Linked DNA regions of Mus musculus: region 1 is linked to region 2. A link is a contact called in public promoter capture Hi-C data. All regions are on one chromosome and are shown on one strand. Each heading gives the region's core, a stretch centred on a gene start, on an enhancer-like site or on the middle of the called end of the contact. The rest is flanking DNA. Distances are from core to core; before and after follow the strand shown. Region 1 holds the start of Ppib (peptidylprolyl isomerase B). Region 2 holds the start of Iqch (IQ motif containing H).

Region 1 (7,741 bases), core at 76-2,575, 2.5 Mb after region 2:
CTAGGGGAGCTATGTAAAGACTATGTGCAGCAAGGGCTCATTCTCCTAAAACAAAGTGCGAAGAAAAGAAATTTAACACCAGGAGCCGGTAGGATAACTCAGGTTCAGTAAAGTTGCCTGCTGCCTCTGAGCCAAAGGACATGGGTTCAACCCTCAGAGTCCCTGTGATGTAAGGAGAGAATAAACTCCCTCCACATGCAGGTAACTACGTGTCTACCCACTCACATGCAATGAGACATTGTAAAAAGGAAAAGATAAATACCAAAGTATCCAACAGAATGCATCCTTTCATAGGCGCACACAGCAGTTAAGCACAGGATTCCAAGACAAAGATGAGTAGTAAATTAGTAAAAACTAAAAATGGAAGCAGTGTGTGTGTGTGTGTGTGTGTGTGTGTGTAATGCATGCACATTATGTGTAGAGCTCTTATCATTCTGGGCCTTCATTTTGAGACAGGATCTCTACCTCAATCAAAGAACTAGTCTGGAAGCAAGCAAGGCTACCAGACCCGCCTATGTCCAGCACCACTACAGCACTAGGATTAGAGTCATAAAGTATGGCCATGATCTGCTTTTAGAGCTGGGTCCAAATTCAGGTCCTCATGATTGTGGAGCAAGAACCTTAACACTGAGCCATCTCTTCACCCCTCGACTCCACCCCTTTTTTGTTCTCGGGCATAGGTGTTACTATATTATGCTTAATAGCCAGAAACTAACTACATAGAAGCCGCCTTAAACTCACAGAAATCTTTCTGCTTCTTCCTCCAAGGTGCTGGGATTAAAGAGACGTGCAACCATGACTGGTCGTGTTCGTTTTAAGACAAGGTCTCACTCTAGTCCAAAAAGAACTAGTAGTCACTCTGTAGCCCAGGCTGGCCTTGAACTTTTTACCATCCTACTTCACCCTGCCCAGTGCTGGGATGACGGGTGTGAGCCACTACGCCCGGTCCCCAAGCAAGGCATTATAGAAGATATAGAAGGCTATGCTGTAACGCTCAACCGCTAAATTCAACCCCTAGTACTAAGGTTAAGTGTGTCCAGTCTTCTGAAGACCACCTCCAAATTTGGCAGCGACTGGTCTTTGCACGCCGTGACAAAAGTCTGAAAGTTGGATGGGCAGGTGGGGTCGCAAGGCACGCTGGGGTGCGTAGTCTCTCTTTCTGATACCAATCCCAACGCTGCCTTTGCGCACCGCCTTGACATACCCAATCAGAGGGCTGTAACGTGGCAGCCACCCGCAGCCCCGCCCCCGGCAGCGCCTACCACTCGGCGTCGCTGCGCAGGGAGAACGTGGCGCGCTCCTGGCGCTACGAGACCGCCCGCGGCCCCGGGTCCACCCCACGCCTGGGCGGCCACGCGCACGCTGCGCGTCCACACCCTTTTCCGGTCCGGGCTGCCCGACCGCTCTTGCTGCTGCCGGTGGATGCTGCGCCTCTCGGAGCGCAATATGAAGGTGCTCTTCGCCGCCGCCCTCATCGTGGGCTCCGTCGTCTTCCTTTTGCTGCCCGGACCCTCCGTGGCCAACGATAAGAAGAAGGGACCTAAAGTCACAGTCAAGGTCTGGGCTCCCCTCACCAGCGAGGCCTGCCTTCCGCCGCCTTAGGTCCGGCTCAAGCCGGAGCGGGTCTGGCCCAGTAGTTCCGACCTGAGCGTCCTTGTTCTTGTTCAGTTCTTCCTTGGGTCGACTTTGATCTCTTGAAGCCAGGCTCGCCCTATCTACTCAGACTAGAGAATAACCCAGACTCCCCCAGCCCCCCGCCCTGACCCAGGATGCCCAGCTTCGGCCAGCACGGACATCCTTAGGACGGTCCCTTTGCACATCCCCTGCATTGCTGGGAAATGGTGATGGATCAGAATTGCCGAATCTTTTACTATGGTCTCTCCAGTTTAGTGTGTTTTGTAGCACACACAGTAAATATAGTTAAACTTGCAAGCACAGTGTATCTCCCTGTGTATGTCCCCCTTTTAATGTATGTTTCTATAATCTGGAATCATTTAAAGAGCACAGATTGCTATTCTATAGTCTTGAGAACGAAAACTTTTAAAAAATGTTACATTATTTACTTAGTAGGGAGAGGGACTCGGGTACCACAGTGCAACCGTAGAGGTCAGAGGACAGTTTGCAGGAGTCCATTCACGTTGGTCTCTGGTCTTCAGGCTTGGCCGCAACCGAATTTTCCTCTAAGCCATAAGGCAGTCTGTAATCCTTTCTTGGGGTGGACCCAAGTGCTGTGGCATATATTACTCCCAGCTACTTGAGGGAGACTACAATTTAGCAAGATTAATTACTGGGGTTATTAGCTCAGTGGTGGACGGCTTATCTGCAGTGGCCCACCATTTCGTACTCCCTAGTACTGGGGTTGGAGACTACTAGAGCTTTCATAAGTGTACAGATGGTTGTAGCCACCATCTAGGTGCTGAGAACAGAAGCTCTAGGGTCTGGGAAAGCAGCAGATGCTCTTAACAGCTGCTGTTTCTCCAGCCTGTTTGTTGGATTTGTACAAAGGTTTTGCCCTACTCAGCCACAGCTTTAGGCTTTGTTCTCACTCATGGGGTAACTCCTCAGGCCCTCCTCTACCAAGGCCCCTGTGAAGGCTAAGCTTGGACTTGTTCACTTTCCTTAGGTATACTTTGATTTACAAATTGGAGATGAATCTGTAGGACGAGTCGTCTTTGGACTCTTTGGAAAGACTGTTCCAAAAACAGTGGATAATTTTGTAGCCTTAGCTACAGGAGAGGTAAGTGGCTAACCCCACACAGTAGGGATGGGAGCAGCTGGGGCTTCAGAGTGTGGCCCGTGTGTAGTGGTAGACAGACTTCATTAGCTGGCTTCCCTGAGGATGAGATATTTTTGTATATTAAGTGGGAATAAAGGGGTCCAGTCTTTAATTCTGGAGAAGGCCCTGGAACTGCGGTGACTTACTCAGAGCCTCAGTTGCCCAGTTTGGCACTTCCCAGAGATTGGACTGGTTCTTCCAACCCCTGCTGCTTCCTACAGCTAGTCATAATAGAATAATAATCCACAGTGCTAAATCTGGCAGCCTCACAGTTGTCTCTGCCAAATGGTGTGGCGGCTACTGAAGTGTTAACGTGGTTTTATGTTAGAGAGAACATAGACAAACATGGTACTGTGTGGCTGCAATGTTTAGAGAGTAAACTTTAACATCTGATTTTTTTTTTTTTTTTTGAGTTTTTATTTGAATGTTCTTAGACCATGTGATATGACAAGTTTTGGAATAAGAGCTTTTGGGGGGGGGAGGGGGAAGTAGTGAGTTGGTTAACACTGGTCGTCCTGGAACTTGCTCTTAGATCAGGCTAGCCTAGATTCCTAATTGCTGGGATTAAAGGCTTGTGCCGCTACATACATAGCTGAGTTAGCAGTTTTTAAAAAAGAATAAAAGGGTCCAAGGAACTTGATCCAAGAATATGACAAGGAATTTTTTTTTTAAGATTTATTTATTTATTATATGTAAGTACACTGTAGCTGTCTTCAAACACTCCAGATCTCGTTAGGGATGGTTGTGAACCACCATGTGGTTGCTGGGATTTGAACTCCGGACCTTCGGAAGAGCAGTCAGGTGCTCTTATCCACTGAGCCACCTCACCAGCCCATGACAAGGAATTTTTAAGGAAACATATATTCTGTTTAATTAATTCTGTATTTTAACTTGTCTGTTTTATTTTGTTTTTCCTGAGACAGTTTTATGCTGCCCCTGGCTGACCTTGAACCTGATTGTAGCCAGGGGTGACCTTGAGCCTCTGATTATGCCTCCCTCTACCTCCTGAGTGCTGGGATAACAGGCACACACCACCACACTCAACTTATACCGTGCTAAGGGTAGAACCCAGGACTGTGTTCCTGCTAGGACAAACACTGCTGGCTGAGATATATCCCCAGACCTCTTAAGAGAACACAGAGGGAAAATGGCATTTCATGGCCTGGGTTACATTATTCAAGAACAGTAGAGAGATCTGCTTCCCCCACCTCTAGATCTGTATGCTCTGTGTTGGCCTGCAGTGGCTGGTCCCTCCCTTGGTACATTAAATGCTGCATCTATACCAGAAAGCACTGTGGGCGAGGCTGTGCACGCCTGTCTGCCATCCCCTTCTTGCCTCATTCTCCCTTCCTGTCTTCCCTCTCTCCAGAAAGGATTTGGCTACAAAAACAGCAAGTTCCATCGTGTCATCAAGGACTTCATGATCCAGGGTGGAGACTTCACCAGGGGAGATGGCACAGGAGGTAACTTCAGGCCCTCTGAGCAGAAGAGTCTTGACACTGTAGTGTCCAAGGTGGGGTGGCCAGGCATCTCCTTTCACCTGCTCTAGGGGCCGGCTTCTCTCCTGCATTGAGACTAGCTGTACCCTTCTTTGAAAGGACAGCCCAGTGCAATTAACAAGTCTGTAGCTTGCACCACACAATCTGTTGCTTGTGTAAAACACATGCACATAAACTTAGAGCCAAAAAGATGGGTAAAGGGACTTGAGGCCAAGGCTGATGACTTTGTTTCCTGGGTCTCAAACATTAGAAAAAGAGAAGTGACTTCTGCAAAAGGGGCCTTTGACCACTATGCATGCGCGCACGTGTGCGCACGCACACACACACACGCACACACACACACACACACACACACACACACACTCTACAAATAAGTAAAGCTAGAGAACTGAAGGCAAGTGTAGTGGTGCCTGTAACCTCTGCGCTCAGGTTAAGACAGGAGGTTCCTGAGTAACTTCAAGGCCAGCCTGGTCAATTTTAGCACACCAGGGACTAGAGAAATGACTCAGGTAGAGAGGATTGACAGGAGCAGGGGCCCTGGCCTCCATTCCCATGTGTTGACTCACAACTGTTTGTAATTCCAGTTCCAGGGTATCTGACATCCTCCTCTGGTCTCCTCACGCATATGTGTGGTACACAAACATATATGTATGTAAAACACCCACACACTTAAACTTAAAAATAAAAGCCAGTGTGGTGGCATGTGCAGTGACAGAGACAGATGGATCTCTGAGTTTGAGCCCAGACTGGTCTACAAAGTGAGTTCCAGGATAGCCAGGGCTAAACAGAAACCATCTCAGAAAAAATAATTTAAACAAACAAACAAACAAACAAACAAAAAATGGTAGGCATGAAGCTTAACCATTTGCAAAGCAGATGGATGGGAGTTCTGTGATAGATTAAGTGGGATTCATGTTTACCATCATAAAGGGTAAAATACAAATTTCAGGGGTTTTGTTTTGTTTGTTTTTGTGACTTGGAGCTCCTTGTGTCTTGAGGGTGAGAATGAAACTAAGGCTATAGATTGGACTTTTTGGAACAGGGACAATTGCAGTCTCGTGGTTAACTAAGATTTCCAAGGATGGAAGGCAAATAGGAAGTCTTAGCAGTCAGTATCCAGCCAAGAGCCATTGCAGGAAACAGGCCAGCTCACCCCAACTAGTCTAATCCTGGTTCGCTGCCTCCCCAGAGGCCACACAGTCACCCACCTCTCCTGGTCAGTCCCTGACCTGAGGCATCCTGAGGAGCTGTGGGATGAGCACTAGTGACCTGAGAGCAAAGGAAGTTAGTCACTGTGTGTCACTGGCCTGGAGCGCCTCATGTCATTCCCTGTCATACCAGGCCACCTGTATGCGTGTATGAGGTTGGCTGGCGCACGACATTGCGTGCACGCTAAAGCCAGTTTCCCTCTTCCACCCTGTGGGCTCCATGCCTGGCAGCAGGTCGCTGTGCGTGCCAGGTCTTCTCACCAGCCTGAGAGGACGGCTGCTTCTGTGCTAGCGTTCTCAGGCCCAGCAGTCTGTTAGTGGGTAATGGGGAAACCAACTTTGCAACCAGGATCTTGGAAAGGGTTTGAGGCTCTGTGCTCACCGTCATGGCCCTGAACCTGCACCCCACACTGTTGGGAGCCGCCCTCACATTTGCCATTATAAGATGGCGCTGACAGCTGTGTTCTAAGTGGTAAACATAATCTGCACACGTGCAGGGGCAGTTTTCCCGCCATGTGTTCTGCCTTTCTTGTGATGACAACTGAGCCGATGGGCTGCAGCCAATCAGGGAGTAATACGTCCTAGGCGGAGGATAATTCTCCTTAAAAGGGACGGGGTTTTGCCATTCTTTCTCTTGCTTTCTTGTTCTTGTTCTTTTTCTCTCTCTTGCTTTCTTGTTCTTTTTCTTGCTTTCTTGCTCTCTCTTGCTCTTGCTCTTGCTCTTGCTCTCTTGCTCTCTTGCTCCTGAAGATGTAAGCAATAAAGCTTTTGCCGCAGAAGATTCCGGTTTGTTGCGTCTTTCCTGGCCGGTCGCGAGAACGCGGGTAAGACCACACAATGACAAATGTTCATGGGCATCTTTTATTTTATGTTCCTTGGTAAAAACAAATAGGAGTTCTAACTCCCCCCTCCCCCCGAAGCTGCACCTGTTTTGTAACCCTGGGAAGGTTACAGCAGCCCTTTTCTGAAGGATTCTACACCCACGCCCCCAGCCTGGCCTCACACCCTAGGTGGTCTTGGTCCTGACAGCTTGGGTAGAAGACAGAAGACATCTGTCCTTGTTTGCCACCAAAGCCTAGCCTAACAAGGACAGATCCTCGCCCAGGCACCTGCTGTTTGGGGTCAGCCCCCCCTCCCTGACCTGCTCTGCCTCTTCCTAGGAAAGAGCATCTATGGTGAGCGCTTCCCAGATGAGAACTTCAAGCTGAAGCACTACGGGCCTGGCTGGGTGAGCATGGCCAATGCAGGCAAAGACACCAATGGCTCACAGTTCTTCATAACCACAGTCAAGACCTCCTGGCTGGATGGCAAGCATGTGGTTTTCGGCAAAGTTCTAGAGGGCATGGTAAGTTAAAATGTGGAGGTTAAACCTCGGTAGTCCTCACCAAGGATCCAGCTGGAACGGGCAAGGGCTTCAAGTAGGAAATCTTTTCCCCAAAGGCGCCTAAGCCACAGATACAGACAGGTCAGGGGCACTGGTTCTTCCTAACCTGGCATGGAGGTGGGGAGTGTCAAGAATAAACAGCCTGGCCAGGTGCCTCGCACATGCCTATGGTCCTAGCTTTCAGGAGGCTGAGGCTAGGGGATCACTTGAACTCGGGAGTCAGAGTCTAGGCTGGACAACCTGGGACCACGTTTGAGAGTGCCCGTGTGGTTGGCTCTGTGAGAGGCTTAACCTGGAATGCTTGCGGCCCTGAGTTAATCCCCAGCACCACAATCGGAGCTCCGTGCCCCCAAGGCTCTAAGTCCTAGGCCCCAGACAACCCATCCAGAAGACCTGGCTGAGTTTGTCCGGCTGCGGGGTCCTGTTTGGTCACTCATGGAGTCAGGGGTGTTCGGAATCACGTCTGAGCAGCGTTGGATCAGCTGTCCAGCATCGTGTTCTGTGTTCACCTATGTGGGGCTCTCTCCCAGGAGTGTGCCTCTTGACCCCCGCTCAACCTCTCCTCTCCTGCCTTTCCTGTCTAGGATGTGGTACGGAAGGTGGAGAGCACCAAGACAGACAGCCGGGACAAGCCACTGAAGGATGTCATCATTGTCGACTCCGGCAAGATCGAAGTGGAGAAACCCTTCGCCATTGCCAAGGAGTAGAGAGCCTGGGGGACCTCATCCCTCTAAGCAGCTGTCTGTGTGGGTCCTGTCAATCCCCACACAGACGAAGGTAGCCAGTCACAAGGTTCTGTGCCACCCTGGCCCTAGTGCTTCCATCTGATGGGGTGACCACACCCCTCACATTCCACAGGCCTGATTTTTATAAA
Region 2 (7,471 bases), core at 4,893-7,392:
AACTTAGCATCTACTGTGTGCAGTGTAATGGGCAGTTCAAAGGGTGAGTCCTTTGGGTGCATACATTTTGGTTCCTCTTAGGAGTGAACTGGCTGTTTCCTTGGACCTTTCTGCGATAATGTCTTGCAGCCATGTGAGGGAGTGAAACTGAGTTGGATTATTCACCAGGGTACCAAAGGTTTTAGTTTTCCTCCATTCTCCCCTTGTGTGGACAACACTCCTTCATAGAGTTGTGAGAGAACATGCAACAGGCCCGATGCATAGGAAGAACTCAACAATGGCAGCTGCACACAGCTCCTAGCATTAACTCGAAACATTCAATTTCCACTCATGTTATTCAAAATTTCAGCACCTCCTCTAGTTCCTTTGCCAGAACAGAATCATTTCCCTACTCTTTGGAATTAGTAAACGAACATGAGGTAATGGACATAAAAATGAAGCAGTACAGACTTGACTGCCAGATGCCTGAGAGCTGGAATCCTGCCTGGCCCTGGAAACGGTCCAGAGGCTCCTACGGGCGTAGTGTTCTCACCTGGAAAACAGCTACTTCAGAATTTGAGTGAGAAATAGTGTGTGGTGTGTTTTGTACAGGCTCGCCACAGAGGAGGCTGTGGAGCCTCTGCTCTGTGCATTGAAAGCCCCTGTGTGTACACTGTATGTAACTAGCTGACGCTTCCTTCACTGTATCGCTGAACAGAGTTGCTCGCTTCATCTTTCTCAAGAGCATCCTTTGGTTCTTGCTAGGTGATTTTGTCATTTTTGAAGTGGAAAGAAGTCCCTGTTAAGGGTGACTGCATTAGAGACGAGCACCATGGGAAATGTTACACCAGACCTGGCAGGTAATGAGGCTAAATTCTATGTTTCTATATTTTCTTCAGTTACATCCAATCTCCCATATTGAAATTTTACAGGTCACCCATTATCTTTATGAACAGCAAAAACATTACTAACGGTACATTTTCTGCTTAGAAATGATTACTGTTTTGACAGACTGGGACAGAATCATTACTAATAGAAACCTTGAAAGACTTAATGCAGAAAAGATTTGCTGTAAATCCCGAAAACTCCATGAGACTAGACGTCACAGAGTCATTACCGACATAAAATCCATTTTGTTCACCTCTGCTCAGCACAAATTTGGCTGATTCGACCTCCTCTCTTGGAGTTCCTTTTGACCTTGTTCATTTTGGTATTATATGTGCCTTATAAGTCACACATAGGGACTAGTGAAAGAGAGTCAGCCAAAATATCAAGCTGTCAATTAGCTTCAATGTTTCCAAGCTACGTGTTAGGATACATCTGCTGGACTTTTGTAATATAATGTCCAAAACTAATTTAAAGAAAAGACCAGGTATCCTTCATTACAGGAACATCCGTTAAATATACTCAGAAACAAAGACACCGCTGCACACATGACCTACACACATAACCTGCTTAAGGAGCAACACACTGGATATTACTGCTTTTATCAAATCACGTTACAGGTTTGTACTTGGCTTTCTTTTACAGACTGAGGCCTAATGCTCCCCTAACATGCTTGTTAGGACTCCACAACATAGCCCAGAGCTTCCTGGAGAGCCTGGCTCTCCCATATACTGGCTCTATGATGACTCCCATTACGCTATCTCACTAATCTGACCAGTTGAGGAAAGAGTCAGCTAAAAGTGTAAAAACCAACCAACCAAACAAACAAACATCCCAATTATAAGCCTGAAAGCGAAAGAAGTTGTAGTTGCAGAATATTGCCAAAAAGAACTCCATGAAGCTGCCGTTCTCTGGTTCCCGCTCTGACAATGGAACCAAATACTGACAACTGCTTCTAGGAAAAAACTAACAGTTGGCTTTCCTGGCAAGTTACCCAGATAGTTTGAGTACAGCAGTATATAATACCCAGGTACTACTTGAGTCTAACTTTGCACCTAAGTATTTCAGATCTACTCTCTCAAAGTACCAACTGCCTTACTTTGCTCTCTGCTACTGTGGAGAACACCATGACCAAAAGCAACTTGTGGAGGAAAGGGCCTGCTTCATCTTACTGCTCACAGTCCATCAAGGAGGGAAGCCAGGCAGGAGCACAAGGTAGGAAGTCCAGCTGGGCTGCAACTTGGAACAGAAGCCATGGAGGAACTGTTTACTGTCCTGTTCTCTCTGGATTATGCTCTGCCTGCTTCCTTACACAACCCAGGGCCATCTGCCCAGGGGTGCAACCACACACAGTGGGCTAGGCTCTCCTGCATCAGTCAGCAATCCCAAAACACCTTAGACCTGCCTACAGGCCAATCTGATGGGGGCTGTCCCATAGGTCAGACTCCATAGATAACTCTGGACTCTGCCAAGTTGACAGCTGCCTAGAATTCCATCTGAGGATCGGCTCCACTCATAGAAAGGGGTCTCTATGTATGTGAAATGTTAGTCTAGCTCTAAGCACTTGTTTTTAATTTTTGAGAATTTGATTATCATGGAATTCTTCCGTAAAAATCAAACCATACAATTTTACAAATGAATGTCCAGTTTCTAACAGATCACTATCTCTTCATGCACTTTACATGTGCATACCAAAGAGAGTCACAGCTTGCTGATAAAGGATGCTAGTCAGAGCCTGCTGATGAAGGATGCCTAGGCCTCTGCGCAGAGTAAAGGAAAGCCGCCGTCATCCCTCCCTGTCCTCCCACCCTGCCCTGTCACACCATGGAGCATGAGCTCCTTTGGCTTCCTGTATTAAATGGTACCATAAGCTCTGTGGTGTGAAATTGGCCTGTACTTTCCTTTAAGTCCAATGCTGATCCAGCAAAGGGGATGTTTCTTTAGCCCGTTGATGCTTGTGGCCCCTGACTGTATCAGCTTAGCCACGTTACCTGACCCAGTGTCAGGGAGTCTACGCCGATGCAGTGGAAGTTAAGGTTTCGAAAGTCACATGTGACCTCATGTTCTCCAGAGGAGGCAGTAAACACAGTGCAGAAGGTTGGCTGAAGCAAACTCCACCTGTGCAACTTTAAGGAAGCTATTCATGCTGGGGTGAGACTCGGGTGATTCAGTGTTTGGGGGTTACCTACTCTCATGGAGGCAATCACAATAAAACTCACTTTTACCAAGTGAGATTTGGATAGAATCATTATTTTGGTGCCTTATCTGGGGAAAGCAAACACGTTCGCGTCTGCCCACAAAAAAGTTCATGTAACCCCCTCCTAAACAAGCAGGACACCGGCTAATGTAGAGATGACTGTGTTATGCCTTTCCATTCCAGTTATCCAATCCAATGTCAGAAGTTGTCTTTCACTGCTGGGTATTTGAGCTTAGCCACTACATCTAGATTGCACTCCGAAGACTTTTAACTGTTAACAGCTACTGTTCTATACTATTCCAGACCTGAAGGAAAGAATTACTTTAAGGGAAGGTGTAAAACTGAACCCCACAGTTCTTTCTCTTCCTCTTCTTCTTCTAGACTGATTTATTTATTATATGTATGCACACTGTAGCTGTCTTCAGACATCCCAGAAGAGGGCTTCAGATCTCATTACAGATGGTTGTGAGCCACCATGTGGTTGCTGGGATTTGAACTTAAAACCTTTGGAAGAACAGTCAGTGTTCTTAACCACTGAGCCATCTCCCCAGCCCCCTCCTTCTCTCTTTTTAAGCTATGCTTCAGGCTTGCTGGAACAGGAAACTACTGCCCCTGTAGTCAGGTCACTGTGAGAAGAACTGGCTGATCCCAGGACTGGGGACAAGTCTCCACTAGTGTTCTGGTTGTTTTGTGTCAATGAAAAGGGGGCTCTGTATAGAGAAAAACATAACTGTACTCAAAGAGAGGTCTGGCCCTCTGCTACTCAGAGATGAGCTCTAAACCTCTGGAATGTCCTGCCTGACATAAGTATCTGGATGCTTTAGTCACAAGGCAGTCTAACAACAAACACAGTTTATTTACAGTGGGGTTTTGAGCTGCCCTGTGTCTGTTGTGACGTGTGGAGGAACGGGAGTCTTCACAGAGTCAGCCTCGAGGGCCATGTGAGTTTGAGCAACATCCCAGCTCTGACTGGAGAAAGCTCAGGGAAGTTCTTCTAGTTGTCCAGCTTCTATACGATGTCACACGATGTCACACGTTGTGCCTGGAAGGAGGTGATACCTGACACCTCTTCTGGGATGGCCCCTGGACTCTGCTATGCATCTCTCTCCTTGGCTAACTTTAATCCTAATCACCAGGGTAGCTCATCTCTGACTTCCATGAGCCTTTCTCACAAATAAAATGTGAGAGTGCCATGGGACTCATAGGCTCACAGCCAGCCTAACTGACGTGAGGGTTGTTCGAGAGCTTCATACATGACCTTGCAGTTGGTGTCAGTGAGGACATGGGTGGGGACTGTCCTCGCTGGTGTTATATTTGGCTAAATTCACCACAGGGGAAATTGTTGAGTGTGATACAGGTAAGATTTAGGTCCAATTCATAACGGGGATGTCTATGAAGCTAGTGGGCTTAGGAACTCTGGAGTTTTGAAAAAGGTGTACTAGGATGTGTATTCTAAAGCGTTCAGGACGCTATCTCAAGCCTTTGTCAATTAAATATGAGTTAGAAATTATGGTGAACTGTGGGACCCCGACTTAGAGCGTTTCTCCCAGGAAGGTAAAGCCCCTGGACGGTCCCCAAGCTTGTTTTCCCTGATCTCTAAAAATATAGCTAGAAAGAAGCTCTTTGTTCTCTATAGCCAGCAAAAAGCCTTTTTGTTTCTATACTGTACAACCAGAGATGCCTGCCTTCCTGTGCCGAGGACACGGAGATAAAAATTCAGAAAGAACTCACTCCCCACACCTGCCTTGTAAATTTCACCAAGGACACCCAGAAGAGAAGAACTCTTCCCAGCTCTCCTCCCAACTCTTCCCAACACCTCTCCCAATTCCTCAGCTAGCTGTTAAAAGCCCCCTACTGTCACCACTCGGGTCGAACTCCCCTGCCCTGCACTGTGGAGGGACTTCGTCCTCAGCTAGCTGATAATAAAACCTCTTGCAGTTTGCATCAGGTGTGGTTTTCTCTCGAGATGTTGGGGTGTTGGCCAGCTCATCCCGGGACTTGAGCAGAGGCCCAGCATCGGGGGTCTTACAGAACTTCTTAAAGTGAGACCATCTTAAAGGGACCCATACCTAAACACGGAAAAAAACAAAACAAAACAAAGCAAAAAAAAAAAAAAAAAAACCAAACCAACCTAGCTGTTTCAGAAAAATTGTTCAACTGTCACAAACTGAATTACACTGGAGAAGTCAAGTCTTTGAGAGCTTTCTCCCTAGATTATAAATAAGATATTTCTCCAAGTTTTCATTTTTTATGTTGTTTTGTAATCCAGGTGATCTTAAAAATATGTTTGGTAACGCACACCTTTAATCCCAGCACTTGGGAGGTAAAGGCAGGCAGATTTCTGAGTTGGAGGCCAGCCTGGTCTACAGAGTGAGTTCCAGGACAGCCAGGGCTACACAGAGAAACTCTGTCTCGAAGAAAAAAAAATTTTAAAAAAAGCTTGGGTGTGTGTTCCCAAGCAAGCAGTGACTATTGTAGGTTAAGAAGCACGGGTCCCATAGCTCACGTTCTCTTCGAACTTCTCACCACCTCCTAATGATGAATCTGTTTCTCCTTCACATCCCCAAGCCATGGATGGACTTTAAACATTTCATAATTTATTTTTAAATGGTGCCTTGAGCACCCCAGCCTGCTAGTACAGATTGATAATCCCAGTTACTCAGGAGGCTGAGGCAGGAGGATCACAAGTTCCAGGCCTGCCTGGATTGTAGAGGGTGCTCCAAGACAGTCAATGACCATCTGGGCCCGAAGTATAAGGAAGACAGGTGATGCAGCCTAGCGGTAAAGCACTTGCTTGGCGCTAGCATGTCCTGTGTTCAACCCCCAGAGCATGATGCCCTAAAGTGTAGGCGTTTCCTGCTATAGGGCCGAGAGAATAAATGGTGGTGCTTGGGATCACAGGTTTCGGGGTTCGAGGGGAGGTCTGTGCGGCCGCCAGCCCGGCCTGTTTCCCACCTGGATTAGGATGGATCCAATGGGGTCGCTGTCCTCCTGGGCCTGCGCCATGACTAAGGAGGGCAGAAGACACTAGGCTCCGGAGGTATGGCCTCCTGCGGAGCGCTCCTAGATGGTGCGGGCACCCGTCACCATAGCAACGCGGCGCGCGCGACCGGCGCGCTCCACTGGAGGAGCGGGGAAGGGGGGTGTGAGGGCCAGCCGGAGCCTCGGCTGCCCAGCGCGCGGCCCCGCCCAGCGCGCGTGCCCGGATCATCTCCCCCGCGTGCCCGCTGCAGTGGTACGGCCCAAGGCGGAAGCAGCGCCGGCGCGGAACCCGCTCTGCCGCAGCGATGGCTGCCGGTGTACCCTGCGCGCTGGTTACCAGCTGCTCCGCCACCTTCACCGGGGACCGGCTGGTGCAACGTGAGTAACCCGACGTCTGAGCCGGGCTGCAAGGCCCAGTTCAGAGCCATGGGCGCAGGGCCGGCGACCTCTCCCGGGCTCTGCCCGAGCTGGGCCCTAGGCTCCGGCTCCTCCGCAGGTCTCGGCGCCAGGCGCTTAACCTTCTGCCTGTGTAAAGTGAGGCCGGTTTCTGACCTCCCGCCTCAGGGGTGGTGGCAAGCACCCCCTAAGATGATATTCAAGACCCCGGAAATTGTGCTCTTAGACGAATGTAAGGCGCTGGAGTTGCGGTGTTGTGTTTGGGGGTTATGCCCCTGCTGCTGGGGTAGTGGTTCCTCTTGTGAACTGAAGTGCTCAGCAAAAAAACAAAAAAACAAACAAACAAAAAATGCACGCGCGTTAGTGTTCTGCCAGGATGATGGACTGACCAGAACTCCTGTGATTGTGGAGAGCTGGAATTTTAATAACTGTAGCCAGATTCTCGTGGACTGTCTCTAGTCTCCTTCTTAGCCATTTGTTGCCCACTTCTGTGTCTGACCTAATATCCTCTGACTATCAGGTAAAGTCCTTTTGGGAATAAGCAAACAGACCCCCTAGCTTCCATCAACCCAAAGGCTAAGAATTTTATCAGTTGGTGTCTGAGGCCTACAGCAAGGGCTTCCACGATGTGCTGTAATCCACCAACCTGTTGTTCCCCTCAATGTATTTTTAGAACATCCTGATATGTAGCTTTGTTGTTCCTATAAGAACACCATGGAATTGTTATTGCCACGTTGGAACATTTGACTTGAGGCACCCCTGATTCCTGTTCCCTTTTCATGATCCCTCATATTTGGCTCCAGAATAAACGCTTACTCCCTTAGAGATGAGAGCTGTGGGCGTTCTTGATTCCCTCCCCTTGATTGTGTGTGTGTGTGTAATGTACATACATGCATACTTGTGTGTACATGATATTTGTTGGGTGCCCCCTCACTTGCAGTTACATTTCTTGAGTTCTTTCTGAGGTGAAAGTTCCCCGGAAAAAAATGAGTTTGAGGTGTTACTGCACCCAGTGCTTTTGCTTCTGGACCC

Evidence for each region. Promoter capture Hi-C pulls out the DNA fragments that hold promoters and counts their contacts.
Region 1: a promoter capture Hi-C map of erythroid cells shows a contact between it and region 2, with 9 times the contacts expected there. The contact joins the promoter of Ppib here to the promoter of Iqch in region 2. A contact is called at or near these places in 4 of 39 promoter capture datasets (erythroid cells, liver, neutrophils and 1 more) and 1 of 9 other capture datasets (liver).

Annotation. Positions count from the first base shown.
Region 1 is chr9:66,058,844-66,066,584 of GRCm38.p6, forward strand. It overlaps Ppib (peptidylprolyl isomerase B), which reads left to right and starts at 1,326. Exons shown (of 5, transcript NM_011149.2): 1 at 1,326-1,557; 2 at 2,624-2,737; 3 at 4,146-4,239; 4 at 6,644-6,828; 5 at 7,452-7,741. The coding sequence starts at 1,423. The coding sequence ends at 7,574. Snx22 (sorting nexin 22) reads right to left here. Exons shown (of 6, transcript NM_001379335.1): 6 at 6,331-7,741.
Region 2 is chr9:63,596,351-63,603,821 of GRCm38.p6, forward strand. It overlaps Iqch (IQ motif containing H), which reads right to left and starts at 6,143. Exons shown (of 22, transcript NM_001311098.1): 1 at 6,017-6,143. The coding sequence starts at 6,067. It overlaps Aagab (alpha- and gamma-adaptin binding protein), which reads left to right and starts at 6,296. Exons shown (of 10, transcript NM_025857.3): 1 at 6,296-6,421. The coding sequence starts at 6,349.